Linked DNA regions of Rattus norvegicus: region 1 is linked to region 2. Evidence: chromatin contacts called from public Hi-C data. All regions are on one chromosome and are shown on one strand. The core of a region is the stretch at or near the end of the contact, and the rest is flanking DNA. Distances in the headings are between cores, read along the strand shown.

What was found. Hi-C and Micro-C count contacts between places; a contact is called where the count stands out from the background.
Region 1: a contact with region 2 is called in a Hi-C map of the A7r5 cell line, with 3 times the contacts expected there. The contact joins the promoter of Camk1g here to the enhancer-like site in region 2. A contact is called at or near these places in 12 of 12 Hi-C or Micro-C datasets (the A7r5 cell line, the Rat2 cell line, Schwann cells and 7 more) and 1 of 1 datasets of contacts at active chromatin or transcription factors (oligodendrocytes).

Annotation. Positions count from the first base shown.
Region 1 is chr13:107,427,399-107,431,519 of GRCr8, forward strand. It overlaps Camk1g (calcium/calmodulin-dependent protein kinase IG), which reads right to left and starts at 2,832. Exons shown (of 13, transcript NM_182842.1): 1 at 2,782-2,832.
Region 2 is chr13:107,316,110-107,319,953 of GRCr8, forward strand. It overlaps a transcript of Hsd11b1 not described here. Among named protein-coding and RNA genes, the nearest start is that of Hsd11b1, 15 kb to the left of the region's middle. Within about 2 kb of position 2,507, at least 9 of the 93 cell types and tissues checked have an H3K27ac peak or open chromatin away from gene starts, as enhancers often do. A contact at or near this core is called in the A7r5 cell line, where this site is marked.

The sequences.
Region 1 (4,121 bases), core at 1,582-4,081, 110 kb after region 2:
TCATTACTCAGTACTCCCATGAGGTCAAATGCATCAAAGCACGTGCACAACTTCTCCAGCATCGCAGAGCATACCTACAGTATGATACACGAGCCAAACACCAGGCATGGGAGAAGGGCAGGGGCAGTAGGGGATGGTTTATCTACTGGTGGACATCCTTGTAGGGATGGGCATTGTGGGAGATGTGAAGCTGCTGTCCAGACGCCATCACAGCTCTCCTAGGGCCCTCATAATGTGAGCTACATCTCCCTGCAGTTCTGAAGGGCTAGGAGACAGACCACTTTGCTATAGCACAGCCCCAGGTGCAAACTCCATAATGCACATGGTCTTCAGCTGAGAAACTGAGAGGAAAACCAGCCTGAAATGTTTCTCCACATGCCACACATTGTCCTGAGGAGTTCATGACCATCACCTGTACGTCTCTGTGTGTGTCAAACATTGATGGCTATGGTACCTAATGCTCATGCGTGAGGTGACTCCTCTATGCAGGCCTGGGACTCATTCCTGTTAAATTTCATCATCAGGCACTTGGCTGGGGCTCTCAGAAGGGACCAACAAGGATCCATATTGGAGGAGTGCACAGGACAGACAGGCTGGACTCAGGATGCTGCATCAATAGCTTGGAGTTACAAACCTTCTGTCTGGGGACATAGCTCTGACATTCAGGGATAGGCTGTGCATGCAATCCTGCCCCCATTGCTACTTTCTGGCTGGCAGCTGCCTTGCCCCAGCCCCCTTGCTGCCGACCATGGCAGCGTGCCTGCAGTTTGTAGCAGCAGCCACAGCCTTCCCTCAGACTCCACTGCTCCTCCTCTCATTCATGCCACAGCTAGCTCATTCACTCCCTGGCGCTGGCAGGCTGCTGCGGCTGGGTGCCGTCACTCGCACGCACTCGTGTGGCAGTTTATTTCTGGCTGGGTGTGCGTGTGTATGGGGGAGAGGGAACAGACAAGAGCCCTCCTTTTAGAGAGGGAGGCTTTTTGCTTCCTTCTAGCCAGAATTGCTCCCATGTCTCAGGGGATAATCAGGGAAGGACTGAGCCCCTAGGCAGGGCAGTACTAGACATTTTGCAGGTATGATCCCTATTGTGGATTCCCTGCTACCTTACACCATTTTATAGCTGAGATACTGGTGGATAACAACGTTCAGGGGGAAATGCCCTAAATCAAACAGATAGCATGTGGCTGTAGTGGGCTTTAAGTCCAATTCTAAGGCTCCCAGTGTCCTTGTCAGTGTACCACAGGACCTGTTGCCTCTTTTCTGGAGGTGGCCGATGGGATACTGTTCCTTCCTCCTTATGACACTGCCATGCTGCATAGCACCTGACTTATTCCTGGGAGACACATGGCTTCAATGATCCCATAAAGACTGAGTCTCCTACAGTGTTCAAATTCTCACTGTTGAAGCTGGGGACCAGTGTCTCTTGCCTGCGCTGCTCCTGGATCCATCTTAAACCTTTGCTTCTTCAGCCCTCAGGCTTTTTCCAAAGTTCTTCTCATCTTTAAACAGTACTCTTTTTACACACACACACACACACACACACACACACACACACACACACACACACAGGAGCAACATGGAAAGGACTGGTGTTCAAGGCTGCCAGGACACAAGGGTTGCCAGCGGCAGCTGGCTTTATAGCAAGCAGGAAATCACCTTACTTCTCTATATACTAAGTGTGTTGGGGTCGGGGGAGACAACTAGTCCATCGCTGGATGAATTAAAGGCCCATTGCCAACTGCAAAGTGTGCCAGTATCAGCTATTACTAAGCACTTTATACTCTGGTCTGTTTCAGACATGGGTCTCATCTTTGGCCCCGGCTTAGCCCAGGTCCACAGGAATGATGATTCTATTCCAACTGTGCTCTGTGATCTGGCACAGATTCCTTACCTGAGACAGAACCTGCTTGACCCTCTTGACCCAACTCAGAGATTGTCCTCCCTATCGGTTTTCTGTTTCCAGAGCAGGAGGCTGGCCAGGCTCACACTGCAGCTGGCCCTGCAGCCACCTCCTCCAGTCTCAGGGTTAATGTTGTGCGTCAAACTTAACGTGGAGAGAAGAGGCTAGGGTGGGTGGCAAATCCAAACCTACTCTTGAGTACCCCACAGAGCCGTACTGGGGAAGTTTAGACTCCAGGGGCGGATGAGCCCCTGGGGAAGGTGAAGGGAGTTGCTTATGACTGACAGCTTCAGCTTCTGTCTGTGTCCTGCATCTTAATACAGCAGCAGGGGTGGGAAGGAGCCCTGCCATAGAGACCCTGCTTGCTGCAAGGCCTGAGGCCATCTCTTCCCCAGCTTGAAGAGCAGCCACAGGCTATTTACCATGGCTTTTGTACCCATAAGCTATCTATCCATCCCCACCAAGGATGCTACTGTGGGCTGGGTGAGCCTTCTCCTTTGATAGGTGAGTTAGGACCCAGAGGTAAAGGATGAAGGGTGATCTGGAAGAGGGATGCTTAGGGGCTATAGGTCCTGATACCCCCTCCCATTCTCAGCAACACCCAGGATCTATCTCACTGGCTACAATGCTCTTCTATTCCTGTCTATGCCATAAATGCAGAAGGTTCTCCTGGGCCAGCTCAGGAGGAATGATCAGCTATCTTCCCCAGGAAGCACCTATCAGGTCCTCATTCTTTTTCCGCTACAACTTACCCTTGAGACTAGAAGAGCCAGGAGAGACTGACAGGGGCTGAAAGGAGGTGAGTCTTCAATCCCTCTCCCTCTCCTCCGTGTCAACAAGATAACCTCCCCAGAGACCAGAGAAGAAACAGGCTGTCTTACCCAGGGGCTCACAAGAAAGGTGCTCCAGTCTGTGATCTTGGCCAGCGAGCCTGCTCCTACAGGTCTGTGAGGATTAGCTGCCCCAGTGCTTTAACAATAAACCCAATTAAAGGGGAGGAATACAGGGGTTTTCTTTCCCAGGACTGTAACCAGGCAGCCTTAAAGGGGAGTAAAAGTAGCTAGAGTGGTTTCTATCTCTCCTTGCTTTCCTGGGCTCTGCTCTTCCTCCCTCCCTCCCAGGAAACTGAAAAAAAAAAAAAAGCTCAGAAAGAACCCTTTAATGCCTGAGTAGTTGTTTACACACTGTGCTGTTGGGCATAAATTTTGTCTACGTTGATGTGTGAATAACAGAAAACAATGTGAGATCAAGTTGCGATTTCCTCCCTGAAGTGTAAACAGATTTTTGCAGAGAAGCTATTTGAGACTGCCTGACTCAGTTTCCACTCTACACAGCAGTTGCTGGATTAGGTTGTCTAAAAGCCCCTTCCCCCAGCCCTGTAAGAGCTCTGTGTCGCTTAGAACCTCCCATGAGCAGTGAGCCTATCGGAGGGAGGAGGGAGAGAAGCCCCTGGCTTAACTGGATCTATCCTGATCTCTGATGCCTTCCTTCTCCTTTGGATCTTCAAACTCCATTCTGTCCCCAGTCCTTACTCAGGAGACTCCAGGAGACCACTAGTCCCCTGGAAACGCTCTGTTCCCTGGGGACCTTCACCTTCCTCTCTCTGCCTCGCCCTTTGGCTAGTTCTCTTTTCCCTCTTCAGGTTCCTCCGGCCTCTGACTTCTGAATCATGCTTTCTCCTTATTCAGTCTCTTAGCGCTGCCCACCCATGGGTGCTGCAACCACTTTCATGAGGAACACTCACCTGAATGTGGCCATATTCTAGCTACCTCCAACCTCACTTTTCTCCTGGAGTTTTCCTAGGGAAGTTAATGTCTGTTAACTTCCCAGGAATCCTTCTTTGTCTGTGCTAACCCCAAATCCTGTTAGCCCTTAGACATGTTTGTGTGTTCTCCTAGTTAGCTTCCAACTCATCCTTTCTATTTTGTGTAACCTTGTAGTCTTGGGGAAAATAACTTTTTCATGGGTACACAACAGGAGCTGTATTCAAAGGTATCATCCCTCTACCCTTGAGCCTGGCCTTACTGTCTAGGGGTGGCCACTTGTATTACTTCTTGTGCATGCCTGTGGCATTCTCACAGATGCCAACAAATAGAATATGTGTGTTATGTCTTCTGATGTCTCCTGTTCCGGTCTGCTTTTTGTCTCTGTGGATAGACACCATGACCAAAAGCATCCTGGGAAGGAAAGGGTTTATTTGGATTACACAGTCCAGATTACA
Region 2 (3,844 bases), core at 1,257-3,756:
GTGTGTATGTGCTTGAGCACGTGTGTTGTATGTGTGGTTTTGTGTATTAGGTATATATGAGAATGTGTTGTGTACATGTGTGTATTATGTATATGTATGAACATGTATTTTTATGTGTATGTGCTTGAGCACGTGTGTTGTATGTGTGGTTTTGTGTATTAGGTATATATGAGAATGTGTTGTGTACATGTGTGTATTATGTATATGTATGAACATGTATTTTTATGTGTATGTGCTTGAACATGTGTGTTGTATGTGTGGTTTTGTGTGTTATCTATATATGAGAATGTTTGTGTTGTGTACATGTGTGTGTATTATATATATGTATGAACATGAGTGTGTGCTATGTATGTATGTGTAGGAACATGTGTTTGGGTGTGCATTATATATGTATATTTGTGTGTATTTGTGTGTATTTGTATGAGGAGCATGTGTTTGTGTGTGTGTAAGCATCTGTTTCTGTGTATCTGTATGAGCATGTGTTTGGGTGTGTGTTGTATATGAATGTTTTGTGTATATGTTATATATGAACATGTGTTTCGTGTTGGTATGTATGTGTATTGTGTATGTGTGTATAAGTGTACATGCTGTGTGAGAGCATGTGTTTGTGTGTGTGTGTGTTGTTTATATGTGTGTATTGTATGTGTGTGTGTGCCCTTTCACAGACCTTCAGAAGCAAGAGGCAGCAACAGTTAATCTTTCATTCCAGTATTTCTGAGCCACATGCTGCTCCACTGAGCATCCTCTAAGCTGAGAGAATGATCCTGTGGAGAAAGAAGTCAGGGTGGCGGGAGGATGTGATTTATGGAGTCTGACTCGAGTCGACACGGTACATGGCTCTGGCAGAGAGGCCCACTTCTAAGTGTCGAGGAAAACAAGTGAGTGTAGATTTTGAACCCTCTGCTTCTCTTCTGAGCCCAGGGAGCTTCTTGGCACTACTCGTTTGCTTCCTTCTATTTGTGGAAAGTAGATGAATGCGGCTTCCCCAGATATTCATAAATCTTGGGAAAGGGTGAAGAAAAGGAGGTGGGAGGGAAATTCCTTCCATGTCTCCTCCCAGCCCTGACCACCATGGCTAAACTTCATTCTCGTCTCTGTTGTGTCACTTACCTTTTCAATCCTAATGTGCTTTATCCAAAAAGATCGTCTTTCCCATGGTGTTTAATTTCCCATTTGATGTCTGTCAGGATGGTTCATGGAGTTTGAGGGCTTGGCCGAAGCCTAACAGGGAGGGAACTGGCTGTAGTCTCTGGGCTCTAGAATGCTAAAGGCTTTAAGGGTTTTTTTTTTTGTGGGGAGGCGGGGGAGGTTAGCATATGAAGAAATGGGTCTCACTGGGTCATTTTTATACATGTCCTTATATTTTATTCTTATTCCACTTCCATCCTCTGCTCCTCCTCTCCTGCTGTCCCTTTATTCCCCCAGATGCTGCCTTCTGCTTTCATGACACATATTTCACTACCTTCTCCATTCATCTCTCCTTCCCTTTAGACCTCCCTGACTCCTCTCATAGTCCCCTTTCTACTTACGTGTCTCTCAAGCAGGCACACTCACACACATGTATACACACTCAACACACAGCCACACACACTACATACACATTCACATACACACATGTTCACACACATATACAAATGTACACACACATACACACATGTACACACTCTCCTGTGCACATGTGCACACATACACACATATACACATGCATGTACACACATTACACATGTTCACGCACATGCACATGTTCATACACATGCACACACACACACACACACACACACCCCTCTTTCCCCTCCCCTCCCTCTCTTTCCCCTCCACTCCCTCTCTTTTTAACCCTCTATTCCACATACAAAGTTTTTAAAAACTTGTTGGTCTCTCTGATGGTTTATTTTATTTAACATAATGCTCTTCTGTAACCTGGTCTTTGCTACTTTGTGGGTTCTTCTTTTTCCCACCCTTGATTCCCCTGTTTCACCTCCTAACACCAGATAGGAGAGAAGTGGAGAAGGGAGAGAGAAAGATAGAGATCCTCGAATCTAATTTCCACGTCTGTTTCTCCTTTGAGCATGCCTGCTAATGAACTGCAGTAACTCCCTTGAAAGACCAACACCCACACCCCACCTCTGTTTGCCCACCACCCACCCCCATCTCTATTTGTGTACCCTCTGAAAAGTTCCCAGAATTCTAAATGTCACACACCCTCACAAATTATCTGCACCCAGTAAAACCACACTTCCGCTAGAGCATGAGATAAATGAATCATCATCAGCTGCTGTGGACAGTCTGAAGCAGCCCCACATCTGGGATTAAAACGAAAGCACATTCCTATAATATTTCTGTGTTTTTAAAAGAACCCCAAATTCCAGAATTCTCACTATACTTTTCCATCCATTTTCCCGCAGATGTCATAATTTCATTTTCCTTAGGGGTGAATAAAGTTCCATCATGGCTTTACTCATTCATCGGGGATCTAGGCTGGCTCGGGATATTGTGAATGGCAGCGACTATGAACATGTGACTGTCTTTGTGGTATGCTGTCTTAGAGTCCTTGGGTAAACACTCAGGAGTGGGATAGCTGGAGAACTAGTGCCCTGTTACTTTTTGAGGAATTTTCACCCTAGTTTACACTCCGCCTTCCTCACCAGCATTTGATGTCAATGTTTTCTTTATGGTAGCCATTTTGAGCAGAGTAAAATGAACTCTTAAAGCAGTTTCAATTTGTATCTCTTTCATGGGCAAGAATGTTGAAGACTTTTAAAAGTATTGAGTAGATGACTTTTTTTTTGCAGTTCTTTATACAGCCTAGATATTAACTCCTTGTCCAGTGGGGTAGTTGGCAAAGATTCTCTCCCATTGTGTTGACCTTCTCTTCATTCTCCTGATTATTTCCTTTGCAGAAGCTTTTAAATGTCACGCAATGTCACATGTCAATCTTGGAATTATTTCTTGAGCAATTAGAGTTATTTTTAGAAACTTCTTGCTTGTGCATACATCATGAAGTGTTTTGTTTACATCTTTTCTTGAACATTTTTGGAGTTTTGGGTCTTAAATTAAAGCCTTTAAATCCATTATTCAATTTTGTGCAGGGTAAGAGAGAAATCTATTTAATTTTGTTCTGCGTGTCCTATCCAGTTTCCCCAGCATGGTTATTGAAGAGCCTGACTTCCTCTGGTATATGCTTTTGGTGCCTGTGTTAAAAACCTGGCAGCTGGGTCTATGCATGTGTCTTCACTGCTAGTCCACTGGTCTGTCTCTGCTTTTGTGTTGGTTTGTCCTTGTGGCTCTGGTGTGATTTGAGATCGGGTGCTATGGTTTCTCTAGCACTACTCTTTGTGCCTGGGTTTGCTTTTGCTCTCTTGGAGTCTTTTGTGGTGCCAAATGAGTTTGAGTTTAGGATTTTGTCTAGTTCTGTGAAGAATGTCATCAGGGTTTTGATGGGATTGCATCGAATCTATAGATTTCTTTTGGTAAGAGCCATTTCACAATATTGATTCTGCCAGAACATTTCTAGGGTCTTCTTCAAGTCCTCCTCAGTGTTTGAAAGTCCTCACCTCGTTGGATAAGGTTGTTCTTAGGTGTTTTATGTTTTCATTGTGAATAGTATTTTTTAGCAAATTCATTAGTAGTATATTGAAAATGATTGGTTTTTGTAGGTTGGTTTTGAATCCCGAAGGTTTTAACAAACTTCTGGCAGGAGAGGGCGCCCAAGGGTTGGAAGAAAAAAAGACTGCAGCAATTTAAAGGCAGACAGACACTGAGACTAAATTTCTGGCAATGTTTCTATAATCCAGAGGGACCTATGGGTTAAGTCAGGACAAAAGAGGATAAAGGAGAAGGGAGGAGA